Linked DNA regions of Mus musculus: region 2 is linked to region 1. The links are chromatin contacts, called in public HiChIP or PLAC-seq maps. All regions are on one chromosome and are shown on one strand. Each heading gives the region's core, a stretch centred on a gene start, on an enhancer-like site or on the middle of the called end of the contact. The rest is flanking DNA. Distances are from core to core; before and after follow the strand shown.

Evidence for each region. HiChIP or PLAC-seq counts read pairs in DNA pulled down with a chosen protein or histone mark.
Region 2: a contact with region 1 is called in an H3K4me3 HiChIP or PLAC-seq map of bone marrow-derived macrophages, with 2.5 times the contacts expected there. The contact joins the enhancer-like site here to the promoter of Tubgcp5 in region 1. A contact is called at or near these places in 2 of 39 promoter capture datasets (pre-B cells and stem cell-derived epiblast-like cells), 11 of 484 Hi-C or Micro-C datasets (the AML12 cell line, CD8 T cells, the G1E-ER4 cell line and 6 more), 3 of 115 datasets of contacts at active chromatin or transcription factors (bone marrow-derived macrophages, microglia and neural progenitor cells) and 4 of 9 other capture datasets (adipose tissue, embryonic stem cells, liver and 1 more).

Annotation. Positions count from the first base shown.
Region 1 is chr7:55,792,766-55,795,646 of GRCm38.p6, reverse strand. It overlaps Tubgcp5 (tubulin, gamma complex associated protein 5), which reads right to left and starts at 1,522. Exons shown (of 23, transcript NM_146190.3): 1 at 1,307-1,522. The coding sequence starts at 1,452.
Region 2 is chr7:55,919,440-55,922,320 of GRCm38.p6, reverse strand. Cyfip1 (cytoplasmic FMR1 interacting protein 1) reads right to left here. Exons shown (of 31, transcript NM_011370.3): 24 at 2,758-2,881. Among named protein-coding and RNA genes, the nearest start is that of Nipa2, 42 kb to the left of the region's middle. Within about 2 kb of position 1,425, at least 3 of the 459 cell types and tissues checked have an H3K27ac peak or open chromatin away from gene starts, as enhancers often do. A contact at or near this core is called in bone marrow-derived macrophages, where this site is marked.

The DNA of each region.
Region 1 (2,881 bases), core at 273-2,772:
ACTCACAGCAATCCTCCTGCCTGAGCCACCCAAGTGGGTATACTTTTTAGTGCAAAATTCTGATGTAATTATAGGCATACATCATTGTGACTGGATTTTCTTTGTCTTTTTAATGTAAGAGAGAAGCCCAGTGAAATCTTAACATTTGTCCTCTGAATAATTCTGCTAAATGTACAAAATGAAATACAAAGAAAAGCAAACATATTCATGTACAATTATCAAATATTTAGAAAGCTTTGAAAGGGTCTGGAGAGATGCCTCGGGGGTTAAGAGCCCACGCCATTGCTCAGGGTCCCCAGGTTCTATTCACAGCACCCACAGGCTGTTTATAATCCCAGTTCCAGGGGATCAGCTGCCTTGGGCACCAGGCACACACATGCACACGTGTACACAGAGTCAAATCATACACATAACATCATCAACAACAAAACCTAAAATTTAGCAGTGGGACCAAAGGCTGTCATTAATGTAACAACGAACAACATGTGGAAATAAAGCAACTGTAACACAAGGTGACTGCCACATGTTTTCTACGGGTGACACTGGTGACAGAGTGTTATAGGTATGCTTTTAGTACTTCTGTTATACTATGCAGCATCTATGTCTCTTCCCAACTCTAAAATGACTATCCCCTCCCTCCTATCTGCCACTAGAAAAAATACTTGTGGTACATCTGCTTTTCGAGTTACCTGACTTCTTTGAATCCTTGTTCTTTCTATAGGTTATAACTAGAAATTGCACTTGTGGTTTTGGATCGTTGGCTTGCTTCCCATCAACCTGAGAGGTCTGTAGTCTCACGAACTAGGCAGACACTCACGTCCTGCGCTTAGAATCAGGATCACAGTCTGACAAACTGTTCACTGTTTAGGGTGACTTCTACTAGACATGCTATGTGTTGCTCAATAGTAGAACTTGAATTTGTTTTATGCAATGCAAAGGGAGGACACAGAAGCGGGGAAACTTGTAAGTGGTCCGAGCAAGAGAAGAGGGGGGTTGGTGAGACAAACAAAAAACAAAACAAAACAAAAAACCCCCAAAAAACCTAACAGGATGTGATCAGAATTTGGCGCTAAAAATTCACTTTCCCAGCCATCAAATGACTTTTGATGTGCACCGTACTGCGTGCGGGTGAGCAGAGTCAACAGCTCTCTAGGAATGTGCCGCTGCAACTGCGGGTTTCTCGCAAGGGCACCTAAGGGGAAACCAAGGCACAGCAGCTGCAGCAGACGCAGGGGTGCCGGAGGCCGCACTCCCGACCCGGACCCGCCCGCCCGCGCGACTTCAGCTCGTAGCCGCGATCCCACACCTGAAGTTGGACCAGACGAAGTCCAGGGCCAGCTGGAAGTTGGGGTCCGCCTCGTCCTGCAGCCCCGTAACCTGCCGGACGAGCTCGCACACATCATGCTCCAGCTGTCTGTCCATCCGGCTCCCGGACGACTTAGGCCGGGCCATTGCCGCGGCGTACCTATCAGGATCTCTGCTAAGTGGCGACTGTTCTCGCGAGAGTTCCGCCCGTCCCGGCACCGGGGTTTCGAGATGTGGAGGATGTTTCCGCGAGAGTTCCGGCAGCCCCGGAGCTGTGCCTGGGAAAGGTGCTGATGGGAGTGGATGCTGGTTGCTGGATGCGGTGCGTCCGTGGGTGGGGAAGAGATGTGCTCTTTCTGCTTGCACACCGGGAAATCCGAGAGTCTTCAGACAGCTAACCATTATTTATTATTAATCATTGTTAATAAGGGACTCTGGATACTCCTGATTAACGATTTAAATTCTGATGCATTTTGAGCCAACCAGTTTTTTGGTTCCAGGGTATAGTTTCCGACATTTTTGAACATCGTGACTTATTTGTTCATGCTCCGGCCTTCACTTTCTCCTCCAGACGACCTAAACTGGGCTCTCAGAGCTCCCCAACTAAACACATGCTTCTGATTAGACCAGGAACATATGGTTAAAGCAGCGATAGTGCCCATTTATGTATTACAATGGCTCTGAACCTTCCAAATGCTGTGACCCTTTAATATAGTTCCTCTCGCTGGGATGACCCATAACCATTAAATTATTTCGTTGCTACTTCATAGTTATACTTTTGCTAGTTTACGAATTGTAATGTAACTATCTGATGTGTGATCCCTACTGCGGGTCACTGCCCACATGCTGAAACTGCTGGTTTATTAGTAAGGTGGAGATGTATGTGAGGGCCAGCTGTCTGTCACCCACTTGATGGCCGGGGATGCTTTTCTGTTACTGTTCTTTGTGCACCCACAGCTTTGGGTTAGGCCGACCTTCCCTATGGAGGACTTGTCCTTGTTACAGTACAGGCAGTTGTGCTTTCTTGTTAGAACCCTCGAACAAGTTCTCAAGAAAGGGAAAGTGGCTCTGAGTTCAAGGCCAGCCTACAGAGTGAGTTCCAGGACAGCCAGGGCTATACAGAGAAACCCTGTCTCGAAAAAAAAAAAAAAAAATCAGAACAAAACAACCAAAACAACAACAGCAACAACAAACCCAAAACAAAACAAAAAAAGCTGGCTTACTTAATAAAGTTGCTGGCTGTCAGGCCTGGCTGCTTGCATCCCATCGTGTGGACTCACATGATAGGAGAGAACCATGTCCCATAAGTAGTCTTATAATTCCCATGTGTGCGTACCTCCACCCCATACAAAAATAAATTTTAAAACGTCATTTTCAAAATATAAAAAGGGGAAAGCACTCTTGAGAGCAGACGTGGGCAAAGTCGTCAGAGCAGCAGCTGGAGCCTTTGAGCCTTTATAAATCGTCCGCATTAGGTAGCACCTGCCACCCCAATTGGTACTTGCCTGACTTTTTCTTAGACGAATCCCTCACGAGGAAGGTCTTTGTTGAGGCCAGGCTAAGTTACTCCATATTG
Region 2 (2,881 bases), core at 176-2,675, 130 kb before region 1:
TAACTTTCTTTCCCAACTTTCAAGTATTTTAAGGCAGAATAGTCCATAAAGTGTGAGTGGTCCCGAAGATCACAGATGGGCAAATGACTAAAGTCTTCTACATTCTAGTTAAGTGTGATGGTTTGGATGAAAATGGCCCTAATAGGCTCATCTATTTGAATGCTCAGTCACCAGTGAGTTGGAATATCTGAGAAAGAGTAGAAAGATTAGGAGGTGTAGCCTTATTGGAGGAGGTGTGTTGCTGGGCATTAGGCTTTGAGTTTCAAAAGTCCATGCCAGGCCAGTGTTGATGTTTCTGCCTGCTGCTTGACAATCGAATTCTCAGCCAGTTCTCTAGTACCATGTCTGCCCAATGTGCTGTTTCATTCCCTGCTGTGATAATAATGAACTTAACCCTCTGAAACTGTAACCAAGCCTACAATTAAGCAATTAGATGCTTTAATTTATAAGAACTGCCTTGGCCATTCATGGTACATCCTTACAACAGCAGAACAGTAGCTAAGGCATTACATATAACCCATGTTATAACTCTACGACTTCTCAGAGCTGTTAACCTTTGCTACAAGTTCAAGACAATGTCACATCTTTGATGGACTGAGGTTGTACTCAGGTGGCCACAAATTCAGATTCAAACTTTCTTTACACTTAGTGGGCTATTACAGCATAGTTTGATGTCAACGTAAAACAAGCTAGAGTTACTTAGGAAGATGGGTGCAACTGAGACAATGCTTCCATTAAGATTAGCCTGTAGGCAAGTCTGTATGGTATTTTCTGGATTGATGATTCAAGCCCCAAAACATGCATTAAAAAATAAATAAATAAAAATAATAATAATAAAAAAAAAAAAACAGTGCAGCACATTTGTAACCTTAGGACCAGTAAGACAGAGAGGTGGTTCCTTGGGGTTTGTTGGTCATCCAGTCTAGCCTTGATTGGTTCTATTCCAGTACAATACTCTGCCTCATAAAACAAGGTGGGAGCAACAGAGGTGGCTTGTGGGTAAGAGTGCTTGCTCTAAAAGTATAAAGATCTGAGATTTATATACATGGGGACACAGAGGGAGGGGAGGGGGAGGAGGGGGGGGAGACTGGCTGACTATGAATTAAAAGAAAAAGTCCACTGTGGTCTATAAATGACATCATTTTCCCTTTTCAAAAACCTGAACCATAAGGCTTTGTACTGGCCAATTTTATGTTTACGTGATACAAACTAGAGTCACTGAGAGTAGGAAGCCTCAACTGAGAAAATGCTTCAATAAGACAGGGCTACAGGTATATAGGCAAAACCTGTAGAGTATTTTCCGGACCCATGATTGATGTTGGAGGGCCCACCATATTGTGGGTGGGGCCACCCCTGGGCAAGTGTTCTGAGTTCTATGGGAAAGCAGGCTGAGTAAGCCAAGAGGAACAAGCCAGTACATAGCACCTCCATGGTCTCTGTATCAGCTTTTGCCTCCAGTTTCCTGCCCTGCTTCACTTCCTGTTCTGACGTCTTTATGGAAGTATAGGCAAAAATAAATAAATAAATAAATAAAATAAAATAAAACCCAAAAACCAGCAAAAAAACCCCCAAAACCCCCTTTCTCCTCGTTTTGCCTTGGGTTATGGTGTTTCTCATAGCAATAATAACATAAGCCAGGTTTCTGTGCAGATGGTGACATGTGTACAACTCTGACCTCACTCTGGGGCTACACATGTGCATCTAAGCCCTTTACTCACATTTGTTTCCAGAACAAAAGCACATACCACTTGCCTCACTAACTGTGCAGCTCACTTTCATCTGTCAGGAGCCTTCTCACTGGAACACTTGTGAAGAACGGCCCACAGCTGACATATCTATCCCTATAGTGGCTGTTCCTGCCTACCATAAATACCTGAGGCTCTGTAAGCTTCCTGTGGTCAGTATGATCTCCATTTACCTCTATACAGCGTTTCCTAGAGATCTGCGCTTTATGAAAACCCATACTTCACAAATAAAAACAAGAACATATATATTTATAGAACTGGGGGCCAGAAAGATGGCTCAGTGATTAAGAACATTTGTTCATTTGGGTCAGAGGACCCTCATTTGGTTCCCAGCATCTACATATCACAGACAACCACAAAACAAAACAAAAAACTGGAGAGAACAGACTGTGGCAAGCATCTTTTGTCTTCTACTTTGTTTTTAATTCCCCTCAAGCTTAGGGTTACAGTGGTGGTCTTTGATAAGACTTCTGCATAGTAGAAGAAGCAACATTCTCTTATTATAAACATAATATTCTGGTTATAAACCATTCCCAAAGCCCGGTATGGTGTTGCAGATCTCTAATACTAGCAAATCTAGAAGCCAAGGCAAGATGACTGATGCCTGAGGCCAGCCTACACTAAATATAGTAAGACTATATCTCGGACAGGCAGAAACAACAAAAAATTATAAATCAGTCCTATAACTTCAATCTTTCCTTTTGGTAAACTGGGGGTGTTATTTGTAAGAGACAGATCAGATGTTCTCTAGGCTGGCCCGCAACTCCTGGGTTTAAGCAAAATTCCTGCCTCAATCTCTTGAGAACGAGGTAGGACAGTGACATCCTTTTATATCCAGAACCATTCTCTTTAGTTAGGAGAAATGTCTGAAGCTAGTTGAAGCTTTTTTTTTTTTCTGTTTCTGCTACACATCCCAGACAGAAAGAGAAGACCCCTCCGACCCCCAAATGGCTGTGTTTATCTAACCCAGTGAATCCATGCTACAGGGAAAACCCAGTCCAGGAAAACTCACCAGGCTCTTGACAACCTTCAGCAGCTCTTCCATGACTACTGCAATGCCCTGGTAGCCAAGTAGCCGGCAGATGACTTGGAAGTGCGGAGGCCCCACAAAGTTCCGGTAGCTGCCATAAATGCTT